2 separate regions of the Mus musculus genome follow, and region 2 is linked to region 1. A link is a contact called in public promoter capture Hi-C data. All regions are on one chromosome and are shown on one strand. Each heading gives the region's core, a stretch centred on a gene start, on an enhancer-like site or on the middle of the called end of the contact. The rest is flanking DNA. Distances are from core to core; before and after follow the strand shown. Region 1 holds the start of 4930579F01Rik (RIKEN cDNA 4930579F01 gene). Region 2 holds the start of Metap1 (methionyl aminopeptidase 1).

What was found. Capture Hi-C pulls out chosen DNA fragments and counts their contacts.
Region 2: a promoter capture Hi-C map of adipose tissue shows a contact between it and region 1. The contact joins the promoter of Metap1 here to the promoter of 4930579F01Rik in region 1. A contact is called at or near these places in 5 of 39 promoter capture datasets (cranial neural crest, embryonic stem cells, hippocampal neurons and 1 more), 3 of 115 datasets of contacts at active chromatin or transcription factors (embryonic stem cells and trophoblast stem cells) and 2 of 9 other capture datasets (adipose tissue and pancreatic islet).

What each region holds. Positions count from the first base shown.
Region 1 is chr3:138,188,798-138,196,607 of GRCm38.p6, reverse strand. It overlaps 4930579F01Rik (RIKEN cDNA 4930579F01 gene), which reads left to right and starts at 2,777. Exons shown (of 9, transcript NM_001374685.1): 1 at 2,777-3,013.
Region 2 is chr3:138,484,672-138,492,481 of GRCm38.p6, reverse strand. Metap1 (methionyl aminopeptidase 1) reads left to right here and starts at 3,100. Exons shown (of 11, transcript NM_175224.4): 1 at 3,100-3,224. The coding sequence starts at 3,111. It overlaps Gm32553 (a long non-coding RNA gene), which reads left to right and starts at 4,421. Exons shown (of 2, transcript XR_001784010.2): 1 at 4,421-6,149; 2 at 7,247-7,810.

The sequences.
Region 1 (7,810 bases), core at 1,528-4,027:
TGATTAGAACATGACCTAAACCTAGTGGGAGAGATAGAGAGCTTTAGTTTCTATGTGCCCAAAATAACATGCATGTACTTTTAGCCAAGTGTTGGGACACATACATGTAATCATAGCATGCAGGAAGTTCCTCAAAAGTTTGAGGCCCATTTGATCTATAGAGCAAATTTCATGCCATGCCAGGCAAGGCTAGATAATGAGATCCTGTCTCAAAGAAAAAAATCCAGATGGTCACACACACACACACACAAATGTAATGAAAAAAAATGAAGCTAGTGGGTATGTTAATTGTCTTGGGACCATTGATGGATTCATATGGTGTAACAATGCAGTCCTGTGTGTGCTGTAAAAACATCAAATTATGGCAACTAAAATATTAATTAAAATTGGGTAGTCCAATTTTTAATAGTACCAGAACTTGCACACAAAGTAGTTTTGTGGCAAAACCTATGAGAAAAATATGTCTGCATACAGACGATGTGTTGTGTTTGACCTGTTCTCAGCGTCCCTGCTCAGCTCTCTACACCCCTCTCTTACTGCTTTCTCTTTCCCTTCCCAGGGAATCATTTTCTTGAATTTTGAGGTTTTTTTTTTTTTAAGTAGATTCACTAGACATATGTGTTTGCAAATAATTTTACAAATAGTCTTATTGTGTTTCTGTTTAAATTCTCAAACTCTTCAACTTATCTTTTACATACTTTTTCAAATGCATTCATGTTAGACATGTGTTATTGATGTAGTTTTATTGAACCTATAGCTACATATCGCTTAATAGATTTGCCTCCTAAGGAAGAGATTGCATCTGTGAATTGTCTTACATGAATAGCTTTGTGCTTGGGTATAAATGTTGGACCTGAGGAGGAGTCTCTGGGCTTTCAAATCTATCTGAATGTCAAGCTGGATTTATGAGTTTGTACCAATTTATAATTCTAATAATATTTGATGTGAATTCTCATGGTCTACATATACTCCAGAACGCTGGTGTTATGAGATAGTTTCAGCTTGCTTATTTCTTGTCACCAATGAAGACCTATTAATTATGCATGTCCATAGTTTTGCTTTTGTAACTCTCATCTGTTTTCCGGTTGAAGCAGGGAACTAGACCTTAGTAGCCCCCCCCAGACCTTAGCACAACTGACTCCATGATAAAAATTCCACTCAGGTTGTAAAACTCAGCACCACTTGCCAAAACTAAAACAAAGACCTAATCCATCAAAGGCCATAATTCCAGGAAAGTCACAAAACGTACTGACCTTGCCTTTTGGCTTCTGTAGTTCTGCTTCAGGCTAAGAGTCCTTGCTAAAGTGCTGAAGTATGTTCACCCGGGACATGGTTTTGTGTGTGTGTGTGTGTGTGGTGTGTGTGTGTGTGTGTGTGTGTGTGTGTGTGTGTGTGTGTGTGTGTGTGTGTGTGCTTAAAGGCTTACCCTAAGAAGGGCTTGGAGTTACACTGGGATCCCAGACACTTGGTGTGGGTTGTAGGCTGACTAATAAGACTTTCTATTGGCTTAAACCCACATCTGAGCAGTCTTCTCTTGTGGATGCCCCACAACACGATTGTTTATGCTACACATATAAACATTCTTTGCTTTTTGTTTTGTTTTGTTTTTGTTTTGCTTGTTTTTCTAGAAAAGCTTTCTCTCTATAGCCCTGGCTGTCCTGGAACTCACTCTGTAGATCAGGCTGGCCTCAGACTCAGAAATTCCCCTGCCTCTGTCTCCCAAGTGCTGGGATTAAAGGCATGTGCCACCACTGCCCGGCACATGTAAACATTCTTAATGTATGTTATGCCCCAGTCAGCTTCATGTTGCTATAATAAAATGTAAGAGACCAGCTGACATACAAAGAAAACAAGGTATGTTCAGCTCATGGGTTGGGAGGTTGACGGATGGAACAGAATGCTGCCAATTCTATGAAGACCTTGTGGTAAGGATGGTGGAGCTGTTGGGGGTGTATGTGAAAGGGGTGGAGAGGGAGTGAGCACATTACAAGACAGTAAACGGTAAAGAGTTAAAATGCTGTTTCTAGGAGCTCAGGAACACAAGCGCTGCATTTCTTGCTGTTACTCGCTAATCACTCCTGAGAAGTTTGTTAGACATCCGAGGAACTTTGCCCATTATTTGTTGTCACTTTGATTTTTCAGATAGGGTCCTACTCTGTAGCCCGGGCAATCTTTCTGTTTAATTCTCCCAAAGGCTGGAACTATAGGACTGGGTCACCACACCCAGCTTCTCCTCATTTTTTTTCCTCCCTCTCACTCTCCTTAATTTATTTTTAATCATGCATACAAAGTAATGGATTTCATTGTGACGTTCTTTAATACATACCTTGTTTTGTTCCTTTATTTTCCACCATCCCTTCCCTCACCATGCCCCTCCCCTCTCCTTCTGCCCCGCCCGCTTGCTCTCCGAGCCCTCCCCTTTCCTGTTATGGGTACTCTGTTATTCTCTTTTCCTCAACCTCCCTCCCCCGCCTTGAGACCGCCTCTTCCCACCCCTGAGACTCAAATGGTGTCCTTTCACAATGACTGGGAGGCCTTCCCAGCAACCCCACTGCCACCGCTGTTTCTGTCACATAGCACGCACTGGGCTGACTTTCTCCCTTTCCTCTTTTCCTGAGATCCGCAGCACATCCACCATACCCCGTCTGAAACCAGCAAGAGATGCACTGTGCCATGCTAGTGAAGCTGTGTAACAAGCGGCCTGGAGCAATGGCTGTTACAGAGTTCTGGAACTTAGATTTCCCACAATGCTGATCCGTTGCTAACCTATCTCCTCACAACCAGGGAGGCAGGCACCTGGACCCATTGGAGTGTGAGTGGGAGAAACTGAAGAGACACCGCTTTGCTCTTTTGGAGGCATCAGACAGTCAGCTGTTTCCATCGATAAAATCTCCTTAAGTCCGAGATTTAAGGAAATAACAAAATTCAGCCGAGACCCAATATGAGGCTGGAAGGCCATCGGCAGACCTGAGCTTCTATCAGTTAAATTATCTGCTTTTAAAGCCGTTCTCAGGTATAATTTTCTATTCATCGTTAGAAACAATTGCTAACATCTCGGGTATGCTTACTTATGAGTCTCAAATATGCTTTTTAAGGCATACAAGAACCAAGTAGGCCATTTTGAGAAAAAAGGATGCTGTCTTTTAAAGTTAGTCACTTATATTGAGGAGACCGTCCGTACTAACAGCACTGCACTATTCATAGAGACATTTATCTTGTGGGGAAAAATTGCTAGCCCATTTAACAGCAATTGTTGAGTTTATACCAGGTGTGTGCACAGCAGGAAAGAAGATGAAACACCGGGGTAAATCAAGGCACGCCTGATGATGACACCCTATTGAAAGGAGCCATGAAGAAGTGACATGTTTAAAAACAAAACGCAGGGAGGAGCAGGTGCTATGAAGAGTGCTTTGAAGAAGAAAAGGGGTTAGAAGGTGGTGAGGCTGGGGTGACAATGGGGATTGCTACAAGGGGGTGTTAGGACTCCTTTTGGAGAAAGTGCATACCCAGAACAATACATCCTGTATGAGAAGAAGTCCCAGGAACAACTGTGGTGTGTTCTGGGCTGGAAGAGTGGGAGAGCAGTGTTCATGATTCCAGCAACAGCTGTACAAGATGGCCACCGCACGTGACTTACAGTGCCTCCTTATCCTGTCTGTTCCCTTTGTAAACCCGTGTGCTATGTGTGTACTATTTTGAACTTAAGGGTATTAATATTTTATGCAAATGGGCAGGGCATTTTTTCTGAATAACATTAACTGGGTTTTTTCACCAATCCTTCTCTTTGGAGGATTGTATTTCCCTTATTTTAAATAAAATTCGATAATTTACTGATACATGGGTAGAATCAAGAGACCACAAGAAAGGAAATTTTGCTTTCGGAAGTATCTTTGAAACTTCTGTCAATTAATTTATATTAAATATATATACATACATACACACACACACACACACACACACACACACACACAAAGTTTTACTTGAATGTATGGGTATGCATCACGTGCACAAAGAGCTGTGGAAGCCAGAAGGCTTTAGATACGCTGAAGTTGGCCTTGTAGGCAGTTTTGAGCTGCCCAGTGTAGGTCCTGGGAAACGAGTCTGGGTCCTTGGCAAGAGCAGCGAGTTCTCTTAAGTGCTGAGTCATCTCCTCAGCTGTAGATTTTGGAATGACGAATGTGATGTGCAACTAAATTCCGCACACAGTCTTCACATTTCCCTCTCAACATGATAGCCGTGGGAGCATCTCTGGGTACAAACAGAACTCATGGATCTTCTCTCTCAGGAAATCTCCTGGGTCTGCTGGCCTAGTGAAGAAGTCTTAGGCAGGTTTTATAAATAGTATAAATATATAAATAAATATATAAATAGTATAAATATATAAATAAATAGTATAAATAGTAAGAGCCGAGATGTTTACTAAGAATAACTAAAGTCCTTGTGTGTTTACAAATGATCTTATTTTTAATAAAAGTTAATACAGAACAAGGTTAAGTTCTAGACCACTCTCTATTGCTTATGCTAACTTGATTGGACTGGCTGGAATTATAGCCCATGCAAGGCACAATCCCTGACACCACAGTTGAGCTGGTAGCTTTTAGTATTTTGCTTCCCCATGATTTGAGATGTGTACTTATGTAATACAGACATGTCTTCTGTGTGACCATCTGACATAGGGAAAATAATCTGGGGATTGTTTTCTGTAGCATGCAGTAAGTACCTTTGAAATACTACAAATGAATATGTGGCTTCTCCCCCATCCCCCACCTCCCATCCCATCTCTCTGTCTCCTGGTCTTTTTGTCTCTCTCCTCCCTCCCTCCCACACACACCCTCTACCCCCACCCCAGGCATTATGCATCATAAGATTTTATATGTTACTTGCTAACTAATTCATGGCTTATGCATAGAAGTGATCATAACTTTGTTTATGGAATTCATCTATGGTACATGTCAGTCAGTTTAGCACTAACAAATATCTCTAATATTGAGTTCAGCAAAAAGACTCACTGTCCTTACTGGAAATGAATGCCATTACTCATTTTCCAGTAAAGATATTTATCCAATAATTAAGTAACTTATTTCTTGGCCTCTACTACCATTAATCTCTTATTAATCCACTCAGGACTGGAGCAATGGCTCAGCAGCTGAGCACACTGGCTGTTCTTCTAGAGGACCCAGGTTCTGTTCCCAGCCATCACATGGTGCCTTACAACTGTCTGTAGCTCCAGTCCCAGGAATCTGGTGCCCTCTTCTGGCCTCCAAGGCACTGCATGTACATGGGGCACACACACATGCAAGGAAAGCATAAAATAATCAATAAAAAACTAAGAGTGTTCTTTTTATGTTAAACTTGTTTTGTAAATGTATGTAGACATGAGGATTATCATACTTTCATTTCTTATGAGTTTATCGTTCTTAGGAAATTATCATTCAGACTTATCTGCTATACAGTAAAACTTTGAAAGGAAAATATGATTCTAAACCAATTCACAGATTCTAGAAAGACGTTTAATAAACACGGGAGGCAACGAGGATTCACAGCATGAGCGTGAGGTGGGGGAGAAAAGTGGGGGCCACTAGGACAAAGGTTTGCTTTGTTTCTTTTCTGGTTTAAGTTACATTTATTTTTATTTTCACTAAAGTACAACTTTAGTTTATTATTAATCAACTGCATTTCCAAAAGTATAAATTTCTCTTGGACTTTCAGAGAACACTCTCCTTATCCATTTAAGTAGATATAACAAAATACCAGAGGCAGAGGTTGTTATCAACAACAGAAAGTTACTTTCTCATGCTTCTGGAGGCTGTGGTGTCTAACATGAAAGCACCAGCAGATTCTCAGGCTGCTGAGAGCCAACTTCCTGACTACTGGGCAGTGTCTTCTCCTTGGCATGTGTGTGGTCTGATCTCTGGGCAGCGTCTTCTCAGCACATGTGTGGTGAGGTGGCTCTCTGGGACCTCTTCTAATCTCAGTCTTTGAGGACTCTACCTTCACGAACTAAATACCTTCCAGAAGCTCCATCTCCTAATGTTTGATACCAACCAAACTCCTAATATTAGACATCAAACAAACAATTCTGTGGTGCACAAGAATTCTGTGTATAGCTCAGATTCTGCAAAAATTTGATTGCTATATCTGAACAAAATATTTACACGCTGTCTCCACTCACTAAACACTCACCACACAGAACATGGCATCTGGTCGACCTTCTCACACCAGGCATACAGCCTTCCTTTAGAAAGAATGAGATGAGTCCCGGACCTTCCCGTGGTTTTTCTGATATTGTTTTCTGGTTTATTCTGTCATGATTCCCGGACAGTGTCCCTTCAAACTGACCTACGAAGACTCGTGTGGGGCAGACACAACAAGGAGAAAAGCTAGACATCCCAGTTGACATTTAAGTCAGTTCCAACGGACTGTAAATGAACAAACGAGAGCCCAGAAAGTCAATTAAACGGTCTGTGTTGATCCCAACACATTTCATTCTTGATTGTTGCCCCTCCCCCATATGTTTGAATTCCTCTTCTGTACTATAGATTAAAAATGAATTTATTTGCTTGTTTGAACCAAAGGACCCACATTGGAAAAGTAAATGTAAAGTTTGGTCATAGTTCTGGTGTGGGAGACACTTATGATTCCATACTCAGAGGCTGAGGAGGACTGTAAGATCTAGGCCATCCTGAGCTACTAGTGAGACTATGTCTAAAAAAAAAAAAAAAAAAAAAAAATCAGTCAATAAAATAAACAGTTTGACTATACAAAGGGATTTGAGTTACTTCTCCTTGTGATGTTTCCCTAAAGGATTATAACAAAATGTACTCTTTATGTTAAGTAAGGATACTTTCTAATTTACTATTTAAATATAATTTATCTAACCTAAAATAATTTTAGAATCACATCCTAGTTTTGTCCTGTAGCTATAACCAATGCCATGGCTGAAAGCACATGGGGGAAGGGAAGGTCTGTTCAGCTTAGAGTTCAGAGTCTGTCCTTAGGAAAAGCCAGGCTAGGAGCTCAAGCAGGAACTTGGAGGTGGCCTGCTTGCCATTCCAGACAGCATTCTCTCTAATCAAGGAACTCACTTCATATACAAAATAACAGAGCCATGGAGGGTGTTGCTTACTGGCTTACATGCAGACCTATTATGCTGGCTACTTTTATGCCAACTTTTATGACACAAGCTAGAATCATCTGGAAAAACAAAACAAAAAACAAAACAAAACAAAAAACCTCAATTGAGAAAATGCCTCCTTAAAATCAGGCTGTTGGCAAGACCCTAGGGTGTTTCCCAGTCACTGTGGGTGGTACCACACGGTGGGGGAGGTGGGGTGGGGGCTGGGGGGGCAGGTGATCCCAGGATGTATTTTTAAAAAGCCAAGCTGAGCAAGCCTGGAAGACCAAGCCTATAATTAGCATTCCTCCATGGCCTCTGGTTCAGTTCCTGCCTCCAGCTGCCTTCCCTTCTAGAGTTATTGCACTGACTATCCTCATGAAGGTGTGCGACCTGAGCATTGTAAATTGAAATGAGCCCTTTCCTCCCCAAGTTGCATTTAGTCTCTGTGTTTTATTACAATGATAGAAACCTGAAAACACTCCTATGTACTGGCTTTCTTATAGAGTCCAGGAAATGGTACCATCCGCAGAGGGTGGGGCCTTCTACAACATTAGCAATTGTGAATCTATTAATACTAAAATAAATGATAATCATGCAAATAATTTGCTCATAAGACAACAGTGATCTTAAACACAATGAAAAATAGAATATGGTTCATTTTTCATAAGGACTACGATTTTCCCCGCAGGGAGA
Region 2 (7,810 bases), core at 1,851-4,350, 300 kb before region 1:
TAGAACTGTAAGCCAGCCCCAATGAAGTGTTTTCTCTTATAAAAGTTGCCTTAGTCATGGTGTCTCTTCACAGCTATAACACTGACTAAGGCAGGGTGCATGTTGGGAATCAGAGGACAACTTTGTGCAGTTACCTCCCCCCTTCCACCTCTCCATACGTTCTTGGACTGGGGTCACGATGTTTGAAGGGCAAGAGCTCTTACCACTGAGCCATCTTGCCAGTCTTCTCTATATATTTTATACGTATTAGGACTTGATGAGCCTTTCAGTTGTGACCCTTTTTGCCTGTGACCCTATTTACCCAACCTTAAGTATAGAGGTATATATAACCGTATACAAACCAGACATTCACTGATAGTAAATTCCAAAGACCTTTACTTTGGTTCTTTAGGGCCAGTAAGATGGCTCAGCTGGTAAAGGCACTTGATGCCAGGTCAGCCTGTGTGTATTCCATCATTGGGAGTCACATGGTAAAAGGAGAGAAACAACCCTCCAACATGTCCCCCGACCTCCAAATGCCTGCCACAGTGTGGGTCAACACAACATACACATACTATTCTTTTTCATATGTAGAATAATTTTTAAAGGATATTTAAAATATATTTTAATTCATGTGTATGTATCTGTGTGAGTATCTGTGTGTGTACAGATGACCATGGGCAGCAGAAGAGGGAGAAGGACCCCCAGGGGCTACAGTCACAGTGGTTGTGAGCTACCTGACACAGGTGCTGAGAACTGAACTCAGGTCCTCTGCAAGAGCAGGAAGCTCTCTTAAGTGCTGAGCCATCTCTCCAGCCCCTAGAAAAATTTAACATAATACCTTTTATTAAAGATAAGAGCAAATTTGCTCTATTGAGACATGTGTGCTTGTTTATTCTACATAAAGAAATCTAGAACTGGGTGTAGTAGCTCTTGCCTTTAATCCCAGCACTCAGGAGGCAGAAGTGGATCTCTGTGAGTTGGAGGCCAACCTGGTCTACAGAGCAAGTTACAGGACAGCCAGGACCAGGACTACAGAGAGGAAACCCTGTCTAGAAAAACCAAAGAACAACAATGGGGGGGGGGGAGAGAGAGAGAGAGAGAGAGAGAAGAGAGTGGGGGAGAGGGAAGGAAGCTTGGTAGAATATTTGACACTATAGGTCATAAAGTATCTTTAGTTTTTCATAGTTGATTAGTATCTTTTTTTTTTTTTTTTTGGTTTTTCGAGACAGGGTTCCTCTGTGTAGCCCTGACTGTCCTGGAACTCACTCTGTAGACCAGGCTGGCCTCAAACTCAGAGATCCGCCTGCCTCTGCCTCCTGAGTGCTGGGATTAAAGGCGTGTGCCACCACGCCCGGTTTGATTAGTATCTTGATTTATAGTTGTCAATGTTGAGAACGCTGTTTCTCATGGTTCAAATAGCAGAAGTCTCTTTTTGTCTGTTTAAAAAATTGTTGGAAATTCTGTTCAATCCAAACCAAAGACCACTTAATAACTTTTTCAAAATGAAATTAAAGTCAGTAACTCAAAACAGCAATGCCTGGACGCAAATATTCAATTCTCTATGCAGAGTTCTAGCCACTATAGGATTGCTGCTATTGAGGCTAACTCAATCCAAAGACAACCTGATTGGATACATAATGAAGAATGACAGAAGAATACTAGATGTCTCTGTCTTCTGTAAAGAAACCAGGATGTGTTTGTCACTGCCTATGTGACAGCACCCGCAATACAGAGTGTACGTGCAGTGGATGCAGGATCAGACTGCAGAGAAGTCCAATGCACATGCTGAGTGTTGCGTTTAATTCTGAAATAACTTTTGGTTGTTAGGCTGTCAAAAACTGCTTACTATTGCCAAAAATTTTGTTACTCCATATTTAGAAGTTGAGAGCCACAGTTTAGGAAGCTGGGATTTATACAGTTAGATGTCATATACAAACATATACACATATGCAGTCACTAATTTTCTTAAATGTATACATTTTTATTAAAAGTTTACAGTGGTTGGTTATACAGGAAAAGTTATTCAAGAAAACATGAGCTTTTCTGGTGTATTAAGGTGGAAAAGATTTTTTTAAAAGTCACAGCATTCCTCTAGCAACAAACAAACAAAAAAAAAAAATAGAAAACGGCAGTTGTTGTCTACTGATTATGTGTTTGAAAGATTTAGGCTACCGGGTTGTATCTGATAAACTCTAGAGCCTTTTAATTCTCGCATTTCTTTTCTTTTCTCTTTTGGTTTGTTTTCTGAGACAGGGTTTCTATGGGTAACCCTGGCTATCCAAGAACTTACTCTGTAGACCAGGCTGGCCTCCAACTCAGAGAGATCTGCCTGCCTCTAGATCTGAGTGCTAGGTTTAAAGTTTGGCATGCGCTACCACTACCCGGCTAACCCCCCTCAATTCTTGATTGGTGGAATTCGCTCAAACTATAAAATCAGATAATATATATATATTTTAAATCATCGATATTGAACTATCTGGCAGCTACTAGCGCTATGTATTTCAATAGCGGGGTGTGGAAAGACATGAGGAAGAGCGTATTTCAGTCCCATCTCGGTCCATTGATATTTTTTTAAGAATGAGCGTAATTTTTTCTTTCTTTTTTATTTTGAGGAGAACACTGGCAGAGAGAAGCGGAACTCAGAAAAGGGAATTAGTCCCCAAGAAGCTCCCGGCGAACCAAACTGAGGAATCCACGCCCTTCCCAACCACCTGCGAGTGAATGAAACACCGAAGGCTCAAGAATTTCACGCTCGGGGTCCCAACGTCATGGGGTGTAGGATCTCCGCTGACCCCACGTGGCGTCGCCGCCACCGCAAGCCTTGGGGCGGGGCAGGGGAGGCGGCGTAAAGGCTGCCGGGCGGGTCGCCACTACGCGTGCGCGGAGAGGGCGTGGCTGTCAGGGCGGGGGGTCGGCCGAACCGGAGGGAGGGGCGGGGCAGCAGGTGAGCGCGCGCTAAGGGGCGGGGCCCTGGCCGCGCGTGCGCGGAGGGGGGCGGGGGCGCGCTGCGTAGGGGCGGGCCCTGGTCCTCCCGGTCCGGCGCCTAGGCCTGCCATCGGAGCTCCTCCCCGGCTGGGTCCCTCTCCCCGCCCTGTGGCGGTTCCTCCCTCCTCCGGCAGCCAGGCAGCATGGCGGCGGTGGAGACGCGGGTGTGCGAGACGGACGGCTGCAGCAGCGAGGCCAAGCTCCAGTGTCCCACCTGCATCAAGCTGGGCATCCAGGGCTCGTACTTCTGCTCGCAGGTAGCCGCCCACCCCGCGCCCCTCCGGTCCTCCGCCTCTGGGCCTTGTCGCCTCCCGCTCGGGCCTCCGAGCGGCCCGGGCCTCGGGAGCCGGGAGCCCGGCCGCCGGCGCTCTCGGGGGCGGAAGCTGACCTGCGGCGGGTTCGGGCCAGGCCTCCGCGGTCCCGTGGGCGGCCAGGTGTGTGCGCAGGTAGGGACGCGCGGGAGCCGGTAGCCCAAGACCTCCGCCGAGCCGGGGTCGGGTCTGGACGCCGCTGGCCGCGCTCCCGGGGCTTCTCTCCGGTGTCTCTGCAATCCCGGACGGAGACGGAAGCGACCTGCCGGGGCCTGGGGGTGGCTGCAGTCTCCCGTAGAGGAGAGCTGTTTCAGTCTCACTTCTTTTGTGTTTTACTACCGCGCTTTGACATTTAAGTAACTTTGAGTGTAGGCGTGGAGAGAGGTCGGTGTAATTCATTCTTTTCCGTTGGCATCTCAGATTATTAATTTGAGAACCGGTAAGGTAAAGAGATGAGTCACTTCTGTTACTGAAGTTCCTGGAGTAGAAAGGACAGTCCCGCAGGGGTTGTGCTTCAAGGCTCCGACGTAGTTTTTGTGCAACTGAGCAAACCTAGCACTGAGTGGGGCCCTGACAGAAGTGTGTATTTATTGAACAGTATTTGTGTCCCATCGCGTTTCTAGACTCAGAATAATGGCAAGGCAAGTAGTAGATGGTTATTAGGCTCTTAGTTACAATTTGTTGAGGAGAAGAATATAAGTACGTTGGTAATAAACTGACAGGTTCCTGGGAGAGGGGAGTTAATAGGCCAAAGACCTTGGCATGCTAGTTTTTCTGAGAGCTTGAGTAAGTGAAATTACTTAAGTTCCCCAGTTTCAGTGTTACTCTATACAGAGAGAATGAGGGTACCTTTCATTCTGTATTGTACAAGATTGTGCTGACAATGAAATTAAGGAAGACCCTGTAGCCCTATCATTTAGAGACGTTTTGTTTTTTAAAGGATTCCACTACAATTTAATGCTGGTATCTAGATAAAGTTGAAGAAGAATAATTATGTCACCAGTGGTAAGTGATACATGCCTTTAATCGCAGCACTTGGGAGTCAGGCAGGCAAATCTGTCAGTTCTAGGTCAGCCTGGTGTACAAGCAAGTTCCAGGACGGCCAGGGTTCTGGGGTGGGGGCGGGGGTGGGGTGGGGGGAAGAATAGTTATATGAAAATAGCAAAACCAACTATTTTCTAAGATAAAATAGATGGAAAGATAAAATAAGATGAAGCCAATGATTAAAAGCCTTAGCAATTGTAGTAAACCATTGCAAGAGTCCTTCACTATTGTATGATCTTGCCTTTAGAGAGTATATGACCCTTGACCTTGCTGACATCACTTTCCAAGCTTTGCACTTGGAGGAGAGAGACCTGAAAATAGCCTTGGAGCTATTAACCTGGTGCAGGGCCTCTTGTGGCTTTAATGTTTTCCAGTTTAACTTAGTGAGTTCTGTGTGGAATCTGGATTTAAAACAAAAATTTGCTATGAAAATTGTGTGCCATCTGACTAGATCAATGTATATAGTTCGTATTCAGGGGTTTCAAGTTGAGAGGCGCTAGGTGTGGTGGCATACACCTTTAATCCCGGTGCTTTGGAGGCAGAAGCTGGCAGAACTCTACTAGGCCAACCTGGTTTACCTAGTGAATTTTAAGGCCAGCCCTTGCTAAATAATGAGACTCTTATCTCAAAAAAAGAGAAAGAAAACGAACAAAAAATGGCTGGGCTGGAGAGATGGCTCAGTGGTTAAGAGCACTTTCTGCTCTTTGAGGGGACCTAAGTTCAGTTCCCAGCACCACGTGGTTCTCACAAACTTCTCAGGCACCAGGCACATAGCGCACAGGCACACTTGAAGGCAGAGCATCCATACACATAAAATAGAAATGAAATCTTAAAAACCATTGGGTGGCATGCATGGGTTAATGTGTACTGACACTAGCTCCCAAATTGATTATCCAGTACCAAGAGGTCAGCTCAGAAATCACATACACATTAGGATCCTTATATGGACTGAGAAGGTCATATTTATATGTTTACAAACACACACACACACACACACACACAAACACATACACACACACACACAATTACAAAGTTATAGAGGCCATGAAATTAAGAGCAAGGAGGTTTATGGGAAGGGTTGGAGGGAGGAAAGAGAAGTGGGGAAGACAGCATAGTTACAAATTATGGAATATATAAATGCTTAAAAGCATACTGTCCATCGAGCATAGGTGGCATTCTGTTGGAACGAGTAGAGCATCCGAGATCTCTATGAGTGTAGTCTGTGCTGGAGTCTGTATGTGTATACTAGTATTACTGATAGCCATGAAATCAAATATACCCACTCCCATGGCTAGCTTGTGAAATTTGTCACTGAGTCAGTTGTAGCAGTTCCTCTCTCCACTGTAATTCCTCACTTTATAGACGAACCACTCAGACAGGACCAGACTAGGTCTGAGTGTCCGAGTCGGCTTTCCCACGGTTGGCTCCTGCATATGCAGTAATGAGCTTCTTACTGTTGTAGGTTCTGAGTCCACATTAGAGCAGCTCTTCTCACACGAGGCGGGTCGCCTGCTGTAGTAAGGGCTGTGTCCATATTCTTTACTTACCCAAAATAGTGTCCTCTGGAGTCACAGCTCTTCTGTCAGCCCCACCTTGATGGAGTCACTGTAACTTTTCCTAAACACAGTTACAAGGTGCTGAACCTAAGGCTTTTCCTCACCATCGGGTGTGTTCTTTTCAGGTTTCTTCCCCTCCTCTCACTCTTCGGTTCCCTAATATTGGCCAGCTTGTCTTTGGAACCAAACCAAGCCAACCAAACTATACCTTTTTATAGCACCATGTAATGGCCTGCAGTTACCTTACCAGTTAAGCAGTGTCCTCGATCAGGTGAGCTATCCTCCTCATGGCCCAGTGCTCCTTCCCGTCACTGTACTTGTAGGCAGCCGGTGGCCAGCACATTTGAATGAATGAGTAACTATCTGAAAAGGAGAACGGCACCTCTGCGGTGTGACATTGTCCATGTGACTTCTGGTTTGAATTTTCTTTTGAAAATGGGAGCACTAAGAATTCCTATCATATGGTTTTGATAGGTGAAATGAATAGGTAGGGCACCAACCAGAAAAGTAAACTATAAAAATAATTTTAATAGCCGGGCAGTGGTGGTGAACGCCTTTAATCCCAGCACTCGGGAGGCAGAGGCAGGCGGATTTCCAAGTTCGAGGCCAGCCTGGTTTACAGAGTGAGTTTCAGGACAGCCAGGACTACACAGAGAAACCCTGTCTTGAGAAAACAAAACAAAACAAAACAAAACAAAATTTAATAAAAAAAAATCTTTTTATCTGAGTTGTTTCAGTTTAAGAAATTTTCTTCCTTTAATGGAATAAGACCCATTATCCAAAGGTTGTGATGTTTGTATTACTAAATTAGTAGCAGTTGTCTATACCTTTTTTTTCTTCACCTGTAAGGTTTTTTGTTTTGTTTTGTTTTTTGTTTTTCGAGACAGGGTTTCTCTGTATAGCCCTGGCTGTTCTGGAACTCACTTTGTAGACCAGGCTGGCCTCGAACTCAGAAATCTGCCTGCCTCTGCCTCCCAAGTGCTGGGATTAAAGGCGTGCGCCACCACCGCCCGACAGAGCTGAGGTTTTTTTCATTGTTGTGTTTTCTGAAGTTCCTTGTGTCAATATGTGCTCAGTTCATTACATGAAGGATGAAAGGAGTGGGCCTGTTGTGGAAAGTGGGATTCTACACTTGCGTTATCTTTTTAAAGGATGGATGATAGGCTAGGCAAAGTATCTGTTGATTTTGACTGAACTAAAATTTTATTTCCTCCCCTCTTTTCTCTCTTTTCTCTTCTCTTCTCTCCTCTCCTCTCCTCTCCTCTCCTCTCCTCCCCTCCCCTCCCCTCCCCTCCCCTCCCCTCCCCTCCCCTCCCCTCCCCTTCTCTTCTCTTCTCTTCTCTTCTCTCTTTGGTTTTTTTGAAGCAGGATTCCTTTGTGTAGTCCTGGCTGTTCTGGAACTCAGTCTGTAGACCAGGCTGGAACTCAGGCCCCAAGTGCTGGGGTGAAAGACATATTCCATCTCGCCCAGCTAAAATTTGAGTTTCTTGACTGCTGTTATTTAGCCAGGTTCTCGTCTGTTCATTGTCTTGCCCTAAGCCAGGTAATTAGCTGAGACGGAAGTAAATAATACACTACTGTTTGTGGCCATCAGACCTTAGAAAGTCAGTGGGAGGAGAGGGTGATTAAAGCCATGCGTGGGTTTCACAGTCTTTGTGCCTCTGTCCTTATGGGTGGATGGTACCATCCTTAGAGGTGGGAAGAGGGTTACTGTAGAACATGGGACTAGCTAGCCTAGTGTCTGGTGAATGGTTTCAGGATGCTTATCACCTTATTGTTTGTTGATCATGTGTGGGAGTGTTGGATCTGCATGTATGTTTGTGTACAGTGTGAGTGCATGGTGTTCTTGGAGGTCAGAAGTGGTCCTCAGATCCCCTGGATGGGTAAGCATGGTTGTGAGGCCCCCTGTGGGTGCTGGGAACTGCACTAGGG